Linked DNA regions of Anser cygnoides: region 1 is linked to region 2. The links are chromatin contacts, called in public Hi-C maps. All regions are on one chromosome and are shown on one strand. Each heading gives the region's core, a stretch centred on a gene start, on an enhancer-like site or on the middle of the called end of the contact. The rest is flanking DNA. Distances are from core to core; before and after follow the strand shown.

What was found. A called contact is a pair of places that touch in the nucleus more often than the background predicts.
Region 1: a Hi-C map of liver shows a contact between it and region 2, with 4 times the contacts expected there. The contact joins two enhancer-like sites. A contact is called at or near these places in 3 of 7 Hi-C or Micro-C datasets (granulosa cells and liver).

What each region holds. Positions count from the first base shown.
Region 1 is chr15:3,296,605-3,301,576 of Taihu_goose_T2T_genome, forward strand. It overlaps NT5M (5',3'-nucleotidase, mitochondrial), which reads right to left. Exons shown (of 5, transcript XM_013175025.3): 5 at 4,066-4,972. Among named protein-coding and RNA genes, the nearest start is that of NT5M, 9.8 kb to the right of the region's middle. Within about 2 kb of position 2,332, at least 1 of the 3 cell types and tissues checked has open chromatin away from gene starts, as enhancers often do. A contact at or near this core is called in liver, where this site is marked.
Region 2 is chr15:3,094,276-3,099,562 of Taihu_goose_T2T_genome, forward strand. TOM1L2 (target of myb1 like 2 membrane trafficking protein) reads left to right here. Exons shown (of 16, transcript XM_066977677.1): 12 at 1,322-1,397; 13 at 4,176-4,241. Among named protein-coding and RNA genes, the nearest start is that of SREBF1, 20 kb to the right of the region's middle. Within about 2 kb of position 2,561, at least 1 of the 3 cell types and tissues checked has open chromatin away from gene starts, as enhancers often do. A contact at or near this core is called in liver, where this site is marked.

The DNA of each region.
Region 1 (4,972 bases), core at 1,082-3,581, 200 kb after region 2:
GAAGGAAGGGATGGAGCTGGGGAAGGAAGGGCTGGAGCTCTACTCCCGAGAAGGGCTCCGACGCTCCCGGGGCTCTGCTCTGTTTTCCTGGCCAGTGAAGCAGAGCTGCTCACAGGGAAGCCAGTGGCTGGGCTGCTGGGAACGGCAGCCAGGATGCCTGGCACTTGGAAAAAGCTAAAATTGGTTAATTTAGGGTGTCCGGTGCCTTTTTCTTTAAAGATACCTGTTTTGCGTTCCACAGCAAGCTGTACCCCTGTGACGCATGCTGCAAGGTGCTTTTGTCTAAGGATGGGGGCTACGCTTGGGGTTGAGCCGAGGGGCTGGAAATGAGGGAGCTTAAAGCTAGCAAGAGCGGAAGAAAAGCACATTTATCTGTTCTCGAGCTAATATTGAAGCCTGCAGGTTTCTCACATACGGTGCTTTTAAATTTCCCACTGCATACCAACTCACCAGCCCTACAGATGGAAAAGCCTGCTCTGCTGTGGCACCGGCCAGTTTTCTCAGTGACTTGTTGGGGTTAGTGGCTTTTTTATTAGGTATAGATTTGAAAGCCACTAATGGGGGAATTTTTCCTCCTCTCTAAGCAGAGTCGTCCTAACACAGGGCAAGGAGAAAAGGGTCACAGATAAGGCTCACAATGATTTTTTTTTTCCCTTCTTCAGACAAAAGAGCTCCCAAGGCACCTTGTCCCTGACCGAGCACACCAATTATCTTGCCTAAACCCCTTGCTGAGCTGAGCAGGGCTAGTGCAATTACGCAGATGCTTGAGCGCTTGGCTAAACCACAGCCTCCTGCCCGCTCCCCACAATCTATCCTGGCCCAAAAAAAAAAAACATTTTCAAAAACCCAGAGCCACTCCTTGGGGTCACTGGGCTCACGGGCCATGTCGGCACCCAGACTGGGGCACTTCAAACACCCACAGCAATGGTGCAAAGCCCCAAGTGCACGAATGTCCTTCGTGCTTGTGCAGGAGCCTGCAGGAGCCTCCTGCTTGTTTCTCCTCCTCCTCCTCCTGCTCTCTTCCACCACCAAAAAGCCCACATGGAATTATCCTTCGGCACCATCACCAGGCCTTTCCAAATCATCCCCCAGCCCAGCCACATTTTGGACCCACAACGGTGCAAATGGTCCGGATACCACGGACTTCTACAGTCCCAGCTCGCCCTTGCTTCGCTTTTTTTTTGGCTTCCCCGGGGCAGCCCCCGCATCCCGTCTCCACACCGGGTTGCCTCGTTAAGTGTCTGAATTTAATTTCCCTCCACCCGGAGCTGGGCCTAAGCAAGTACATAATAATGAGCTATTCATCCAGAGGGAGGGCACGGATCTAGGTTAATTGGTCTGACAATTGAACCCGGGCCTTTCTGGTTTTGCCCAGTTTTCCTGATTTTTTCTCTTCTTCCGCGCAATATCTGCAAAGCTCTCAGCCTCATTAATTAATAAGGTAACTTCACCCCGAGGGCTGTTTTGTTCTCCCCTCCCTCCTGCAAATGCCTGAAGAGAAGAAGCGGCAAGAATTAGCTAGTTGGTAACGAAGCAGCCACCGCCGAGCAGGACAAATCCAGCTCGGTCTGCCGGGGCTGGGGGGGGGCAGGCTGTGGCGAGCCGCTGCTCTCCTGGGTTTTGGGGAAATAATGCCGCGTGTCGAGGGCAGGAGTTGTACCGGGAACGCTCTGCCTGGCCCGTGCGGCGGGTTCGACGGATGCGCTGCAAGGCTGGGCGGTGCAGCAAGCAGCTGAGTGCCCAGGGTTCGCTGGGCGTGGGGTCACCAGCGGGGCTGCAAAGGTGAGGGGAGAGATGGAAAAGTGCTCGTGGCTCCTTGGGAACGCGCATCCCTAAATGCTCGGGCACTTCTGAGCCCCTCTGAGCCACCAGGAACGTGGGTGGGATGAGCCAGGGATGCTGGAGCCCAGCCCCGTGCCCTGTCTTGGTGGGGGAAGCGGTGGGACACGGTGCTCCGGTGCCTCAACGTGCTCCAGGACCGTGGGCTCCAGGGAAAAGCCGCTGATGGGACGCTGCCGGCAGGTTTGTTGGCCGGTGGGGACGGCGAGCGAGGCAGGAGGCAGCCAAGGGTCCCGGCCCCGGGGAGAGAAGGAGGGCCGGAGGCTCCCGTCCAACACAGCCTGTTCCACGGGGTGTTTGTTAGCCCAGGCACAAACATTTTGTGGGGCCTTTGCCAGGAGGTTGGCTGTCGGAAGGACGCGGGAGGGCTGCTGCAGCCATCGCTGCGGGCTCTGATCTGCCCTCCCCGCGCTGCTGGGTGCAGGAAGCTTTATTCCTCTCCAGGGAATGCATCGCTCGAGTCCTTGTGTACAAAGAGAGGGGCAAAGCCCATAAATCCTGCCGGGAGGGTAACCGCATCCTGGTGCTGGGGGGCGAGAGGAATCCGTCAGAAAGCTCCCTGCTTCCCCCAGCCCTCACCACCCCCGGCTCTGCCCCCCGAAACAGGCTCCGGTTTTGGGACGAGTGGGAGGCAAAGCAAAGTAACGGCCCTTTGTGGGATTTCCGATGAAGTCTCAGCCCTGGGAGAGCCGGGGGCCTGGGGGGAAGCGGGGCAGAGCTGAGCAGGGAGGCACGGAGCGGGAGGAGAATGGCAATGACGAGGGATGCCAGGGACCAGAGCACGGATATTTTTCCAGGGATATTTTCCATATGGACCCTGTAGATCCCCAAATCTTCTGACCCACAGGCTTTTTAAGCTTTTACCCTTCCGATCTCTCCCCCATCCTCGCAGGGAGCGAGCAAGCGGCCGTGGGGAGGCCTGGCTGCCCGTCGGGGTCGGCACGTTTCCCCCATGCCTGCAGCTGCAGGCGCCTTTCTGGGCACCCCGTGCGCCCCGGGGTGGCCTGGGGCGAGCTGCCGAAAGGGCACAGAAGGGCAGCTGGGGGGCTGCAGGGCTGGGCTGCACAGGGGTGGCACGAGCAGGGGGCTGCATGGAGGAGCCCGATCCTGCTCCGAGGCCAGCCTGGCGGCTGCGCGCTCCCACACGCGATCGCACAGTCCCCTCTAGTGGATATTTCTCCTGCATCCCGTGGATCTCCCTCCCGCGTGCCAGCTGCTGGCCTCCAGGCCCTGGCCTCGAGCGGCGATGCCGGGCACCATCCTGCTCCTCTCCGCACACCGAAATGGAGCGCAGCAGCCCTGCAGGTGCAAAGAAAGCCCCGTCCGGCTGCCGCCGGGGGCCGAGCCATCGCTGGCTCCGCTCGCTCCCTGCCTGCGTTATTCGGGTGACTCAGCCCCCCTCCGTCCCCTGCCCTGGCTTTGTCCCACACCACCCGCAGCCCTTGCGTCAGGGCTGGCCCCAGCGCGGCACGGCTGGGCCGACCCCGGCCCCGCAGCCCCCGCTTCGAGTTCTTTGGGCACCGGCCAACGTGAGAGCGAGCTAAGGAATAATGCGGGCAAGAGCGTCGCTTGCTGTGCCCTTGCCAGGCCCTGCAAGCAGGACCATAGCGTGCCGAAACGGGCTGGAATGGGGGTGACGTCCTTACAGGGGGGGCCTGAACCCACACCCTACACCCAGGCTCCGGGACCAGCCGAAATTCCCATAGATTTTGGGTGATGCCCCAGTTCAGCCCCCAGTGCTTAGATGTTCGAGGTGCTGTCATTGCTTTTGACATCCTTTCGTCCCTGTGCTGCTCTGTCCCGGGGCCACATTCACCTCATGGGGATGTGGGGGTGGCTCTGGTGCAGCCCCTGCCTGCGGGGAGGGCACGAAGGCTCCTGGGCAGGGGGCTGCAGCTCCCCCCTGCTCAGGGGAGGTGCCGCTTGCAGGTCCCCGCACCTCGCTCCATCCCTTGCTGAGGAACACGTCCCCAGTGCCACCGCCACGCAGGCAGCCCCAAAACGCAGCCACAAGGGCAGAGAGGTGCTTGTTCCCCTAACCACCTCCCCGGGCACATTTTTGGGACCATGGTGGCATTTGGGGGGTGCATACCTGGTCAGGGCTGTGCTGCCCAAGCTGGCCGGGAGCCCATGGGTGCCCCCGGGCACCCCTGTCCCACCAGAGCCCACGGTCCCCAAAGGCAGCTGCATCCCCGGAGCCCACCGCCCCGCAGAGAGAGGCTGAGCCTGTGGCACAGAAAAGTTTATTGTGCGTCTCCTTTGCAGCGTGGCAATGGGAACATGCATCTCTTTGTAGCCCAAACAGAGAGGAAAAGCCCCAAATCTACGCTCTTTGGTTAACCCTGAGAGTGCCAGGGACACGCGCTGTGCCTGAGCTCCAGCAGGATTTCCCCTCCAGCTCACGGATGTCATAGCAGAGCACGGAAACGCACAGCCCAGCCCTGCTCTGAATGCCCCATCCTCCCTGCGGACCCCCAGCGTCGGGGCTCGGGCTCAGAAATGCACATCTCGGGCACGAGCTGTACCACATTTTTCCTTGCCGTGGCATCTAGGCAGGGTCCGAGCTGTGGCAGGATTGGGCTCACGGGTGAACTGGCTAAATTAAGGAGTCCTTGCAACCATCGAATGCAGTGGTCTGAGCTGGAAGAGGAAATTCAAACTGTCCTTAAAGCTGGATGTGGCAGTGAGCTACTGCCAGGAAAAAAAAAACACAAAAAACAAACAAACAAAAAATGAGAACAACAGGAACAACAACAGGGGAAAGAACAACAATTCCCATGCTTCGTCCCAGCGTCAGCGCTTGTTTCCTCTGTGCCACGCTGATCCTGGAGGAGGGCACAGGAGGCCGTTCCCTGCCTGGAGCATCCCTCCCAGCACTAAAACTGCCCCTTGGTTCTCATTCTGCCCACGGGGACTCTGTGTAATGGCACTGCTGTGCTGGCAGGGCTGGTTTCAGGCTTTCTGGCCCCCAAGGACTCCCCAGCCCCAGGTGCAAAACCCCCCCCCCAGCACCCCCACGCAGAAGGCAGAGCCACAGGTGGGAAACTGCAAAACCCAAACTGTTTCTGGGAAGCCGGATGCCAATAAACCCCGGTGTTTATTGCAGTGCTCCTCGCCAGCCTCTGTTTTATAG
Region 2 (5,287 bases), core at 1,311-3,810:
AAATCTGTGCACCTATTAAGAAATCCTTTGATCCTTGTCAAGTGAGATTCATTAAAAGACAGTCAGGTATTTTTCTTTCATATGTTATTTCTTGCCTCCTCCTGGTTTCAAATTCAAGAGGACGTAGTGGCTACCAGCAGTCAGAAAACATCATTAGTATCTTGTCTCAAACCAAGAAATGTTGTTAAATAGTTTAGCTCAGACCTTAACAGCTCTGGAAAACTTCAGCTGGCAAGCTTACTGGGGTCTTTCATTTGCAGTCATGAGTATAGCTGTTTGTAGTGCCTCAGCTGCAGTGTCAGTGTTGAGAAGATGTGCTCTGCTGTAGAGACATACGTTACCACTGGAGATTTCAGGCTGAGAACCCTAATGTGTAGTCAGAAAGGAGATGCATTGCAGAGAGATTTAATGGAGTTCCCTCTGTCGCTTGCGCTAAATGAAGCGCGAAACTAGCCTTCCCACACTGCACCTCCATCTACTTCTGTGAGCTAATAGAACAAGGAGCACACGATTTCACAGGGGAGGATTGCTGTATCTTCCCTGGATTGTACTCCGTGAGCAAGAGCGAGGCAGTAAAGATGCGAGCGTGACATGCCACGATGCGTAGGTGAGAGCCTCTGGGTGCTCAGCTCAGAGCCTGGGAGAAGCCAGCACACAGGAGGGGAAAGTGCTCTTCCTGCTCAGACACACGGCTCCTCCCAGGGGCAGATTTATGGGCAGGTGCTGGCATCTGCTTCGACTCCTGGTTCACCCCCTGCGCTCAGAGAAATGATATGGTTGGCTTTGTCGGCTGACTAGTACGTTTCCTTTTGGTGCAGCAATTTAAGGAGCTTTTTAAAAATCCAACCTCTGCAAATAGACGATGATTAACCTACTCAGTGCACTTCTTTGTATGCTTCGCTTTAGTTCTTGTTAGGTTTCACCTGTCTCCAAGTTCCTCTCTGCCTCCTCCCCTCCATGCATCAAGGTCAGGCTTCCAAATGTCATCTTGAAAGCTCTGCAAAACGCAGTCTGTAATCAGGCCTCCTTTCATAGTCCCCTGCTAGCTGTTGGATGTGCTTATGGTGCCTCATAACCTATTTGCCTACCTTTCATAACGCCAATCTTGCTCTTTTTAATTCAACAAGCTCACTGGAACCGATAGCCACTCTTCATACAGAGCACACTGCTCTTTTGGAATGCACGTAGTACGCTTCAAGTCTTGTTCAGAAAAAGAACATGCTTTCTGATTTCAGGGGAAGCAAATCAGAGTAGCGTGTGCATTCTGCACGGGTGACTGCTGGACTTCCTTCTAGTTCTGTGGTTTGTTCCTTTGTTTCAGCGTGACATACGAGGATCCACAGGCTGTCAAAGGACTGGCGTCCGCCCTGGATGTTCGAAAACAGAACACAGGAGTGGTAGGTCGTTGCTCTGCGGTTCGTTGTCTGAGGCTGTGTGCGGAATCCAGGCTGTAGACAGCTGCTTTGACTGAGACGTCTCATTCTGTATTCCGGTGACGTGCTGGTACCGGCTATTTTGAAATTGATATCTATGAGCAAGTACTTGCTCAGTAATGATTTCTAAAGAGCTGCTACTTAGTACGCCAGCCTAAAAGACTTCAAAATGAGAGTGGGTAAATTGTCCTGTGTTCATGCAGCTTGCCTGGGGGGTCCATTTCTTTAACTGGAGTTGTTGCTGAAAAGAATAAGTAGGGAACGTCGTGTCAACACTGGCGCGCAACTGTTTGCTTTGCTTTTTCTTATGAAAGTTGGTGCAGTCTTAATCTGCTAGCCTTTGCTTGAAGTGCATGGATGCACACGCGAGTTGCAGGAAGAGAAATCGTGTAGATTTAATGCTTCACGTGCCTTGCCAAAGCTGTCCTCGCATGCAGGCTGTTCTGTCCCAGGGCAGGCTCCTGCTGCCTCGTGTGGGCAGAAGAGACCCACACGCTGCCACCTCGCACTGGATGATACTAGAAACTTGTCCTGGAGGGTGAGCTTGGCCCCTGTGTGCATGCCCCTACGAAGGCAGACGTGAAAAGAGCTTTCAGATCATCCCTCAAACCCTTTCAACCGCCCTCCTTTTTTAGAACCGTCCTGCGCTTTTGTACGCAGCCGTGCGCAAGTTTTTAGATGATAGAGCAAGTGCAGAACCTTTCCCTAGGCCAATCCTGGTCTGTGCTGACCACTAGGGAGCACGGGAGAGCCAGCGTAGCGTGGGAGAGGCAGTGCAGCCTGCACACCCTCCGCGGAGAATTGCCTCCCCGTGCCTTGGCTGATCCCACCCTGGTTCTTTCATAAGTTGAAATGGGAGTGCTCTGGGCAGCTGGCATGCCTGGCAGCTCGTGCTCTGAGCCAGGGAGAATTTGTGCCTGGAGCCAGCTGGGGTCAGATCACAGCTGCCTGCCTGCCTTGGCCATAGCTCAGTGGCAGCAGGGCTTCAGCAGTGATTTCTTACGGAGCGCCCCCCCCACCCAGCAAATCCGTCTGCTTGTTCCTGCCTCCTCCTGCAAAAAGGGTAATTTATAACCTGTGGCCAGTTTCAGGCATGGTCCCGCAAAAATTCATGCCAGCATGGCATGGGTAAAGGGGGAAGCATGGGGAGGCAGGGGCAGAAGTACACCGGGGAGCGAGAGAGGAGTCCCTGGAGCCGATGCTGCCGTCCAAGCCTCCGGTGTCACTGAGCTGTGCTACGGGGAGGACCTGGGGAGGGATCTGAGGTTCTGCCCCTTGTTCCTGGCTAGCCAAAAGCAAGGGGCCTGCACTCAGCTACCGGCCGAGGGGGCCGTGTTCCCCTGGTGGCTTGGGGTCACCCCCGTGTTTATTCGCACTCGTTCTCAGACAGCCCGGCTTGAGGCACCGCTGTGACGTGTCGTCCGTGCCAGCGTAGCTGCTGCTCTGCCCCAAGTGCGGTCGGTTCAAAGGGCTGAATCTGAACTAGTCTGATGGGTCAGAGTTGTTTGGGGACAAGCGCTTTACGGGTTGGGGAACTTTGGGCTCTGAGATGTTGTAGGGACTTTCAGCCTCTTTTCAAAGGTCCTGATGACTGGATCGGGTAATCAGAATAGCTTGTTTTGAAACGCAGCCTTTGGGTAGTTGGTAAACATGGCTTTTTGTCTAGTGTTGTGAGGCTTGTGGGTGTCTCTTCTTAAAGGAAATAAAAAATTAAACTTCCCTAAAGTTACCAGCCCTGGCATGTGTAGGAAAAAACTGGCAGCGCTCAGTAAATGAAAGACACGCGTTAATTTGGGCAGAGAGCTAATTTAAGAACAGCTCTAGGGAGGAGCCAAAAGCTTTGCAACACATTCTTCACACACGTCTTCTTCCAGCACAGTTGTCCAGTGCTAAATTTCAGCACATCCGACATTTCTAATGTAGTCATTCTCAGAAAGGTCTGTGGAGAGACGGCTGGTCACGTGGCGTTAGCTGTCTTTTAATATGATTTAGCAGCTGGAAACAAGCTAAAAATACGCTGTTTTCTTAATATTGCTTTTCCATGTTGGGAATTGCTTTTGTTGCCACAGAGTTGTTGCGCGATCGCAACTGGGAGGAGAGGTGTCCAAGAAACAGTTCTCCAGTGTTACGCAGAGAGCGGATAAAGTTGGAGTGATTTTTCCTCCGTTTTTTTCCCTCTTAGCACAAGTACTGAAATGAGACATAAGAAATTACAGCCGATCCTCCGCTGTCTGTTGTAACGGGGATAGGAGAGGCATCCCGTGCAGTACGGGTAGCTGGGTGCAGGGACACAAACTCGCACGGGGCTCTGCTCAGCCAGCCCCATTCGGGCAGGACCAGAGAGCTGGAGCCACCATGCGGTGCCGGTCCCGAGCGAGCCCCTCCGGAGCTTCGGAGGTGGCTCTGTGCCCGGGCCCCGGCTCGGGGACAAAGTGCTGGAGGACAAGAAGCCGTCCGGAGAGCCTCTGCAGCGCTGTGCCACGCAGCCTGCAACCTGCGCAGAGGGAACCGGAGGCATCAGCAGTCCTTTTAACCTCGGCTGCTCTTAGAGGTGGGCAGCCTGAACGACTGCCAGGATGCTCCTGCAGGCTGCAGAGGGGGATGCAGCTGCTGCCAGGAGCTGCCACGGGGTGTGTGTGTGTGTGTGTGTGCGCGAAGCTTTCAACTTGCTGCTGTTATATTGCTTTGTCACGGGTGTTGCTGTGGTTGCTCTCTTTATGGACCTTTCTGTTCTCAACGCAGAGGAGAGGTAAAGGTGGGAACTCAGACATGGAGCCCATAGACAAGTGGCTAATTACACAAGGAATGGTGAGGACTTCACCAGTGAAGCGATTCCTCCTGCCCACCCCAGTCCCTTTACCTAGAATAACCATCCTTCATTCACCTCTCATCCTGCCCTACTGAACCACCTGAAATCAGACAGTACAAGGAGTTTGTTTCCCACCTACATCGTTACCTGGGGCAAAGGGAAAGATTTGCACCAATTCCTGGTTTGTACAGGACAAAGGCCTGCGACCAGCCTAATCATTTGTAGCATGACATGCCACCTTCGGAAGAGGCCTGGGGATCAAATCGGTTCCTTGTACTGTCTTGATTTCTTTATGCAGTATCCACTTTTCGAGGGATAAACACAAGTCTCATGCAGCTTGTTCATAAAGAGGACGCTTTCTAGGTGCCTTTAAAACAGCCTCTTCTGGTAGCGCCTAACTTCATGGTCTGGAATAAACATATGTAGTTTGTAGGATCATATTTAATCGAACTGAACAATGCAGGGGTACTTCTGTACGAGAAGAAGAGAATGGGAGAACTGCGACCCAAATTGACATCCTCCACCCCAGTCAGGGAATTACGCAGGCATTAGGATTCAGACTCCAGAAGGTACAACAGCATTTCTGGCTTCAAGGGTTTAATTCCTGTGTCTAAAGATGCCAGTGTTCTGATAAAATCAAGCTTCTGGAGATCTGTCTCCAAATATGTGCACATCTGACCTCGTTTGAAGTTGTCCTTTTTCAACATGCTTGGAGAGAGAAGTTGGAAAGCGTGCTTTAAGTGCAGAAATCAGAGGTAGGTAAAAAATAGCCTCTGCTCTGCCTTAAAGCCAAGTTCCAAGACCAATTTTGTATTTTTGTACTACATAATCCATCATTTTAAGTGTTTGAGAATAGTACCAGTAATGCGACCTAACTGAACAAAGTCCAGGAAGTCCTATTGAGACAGTCCTGACTGCAGCTGAGTTCAGAAACGTGCGGTGCAGAATTCCCTCTGGGCTGCGACGTGCTTGCAGCCCAGTGCATGGGGCCAGGCGTCCGGATGCCTCTGGAACAGGAATCCCTCGCGCCGGGGAGGGCCACGAA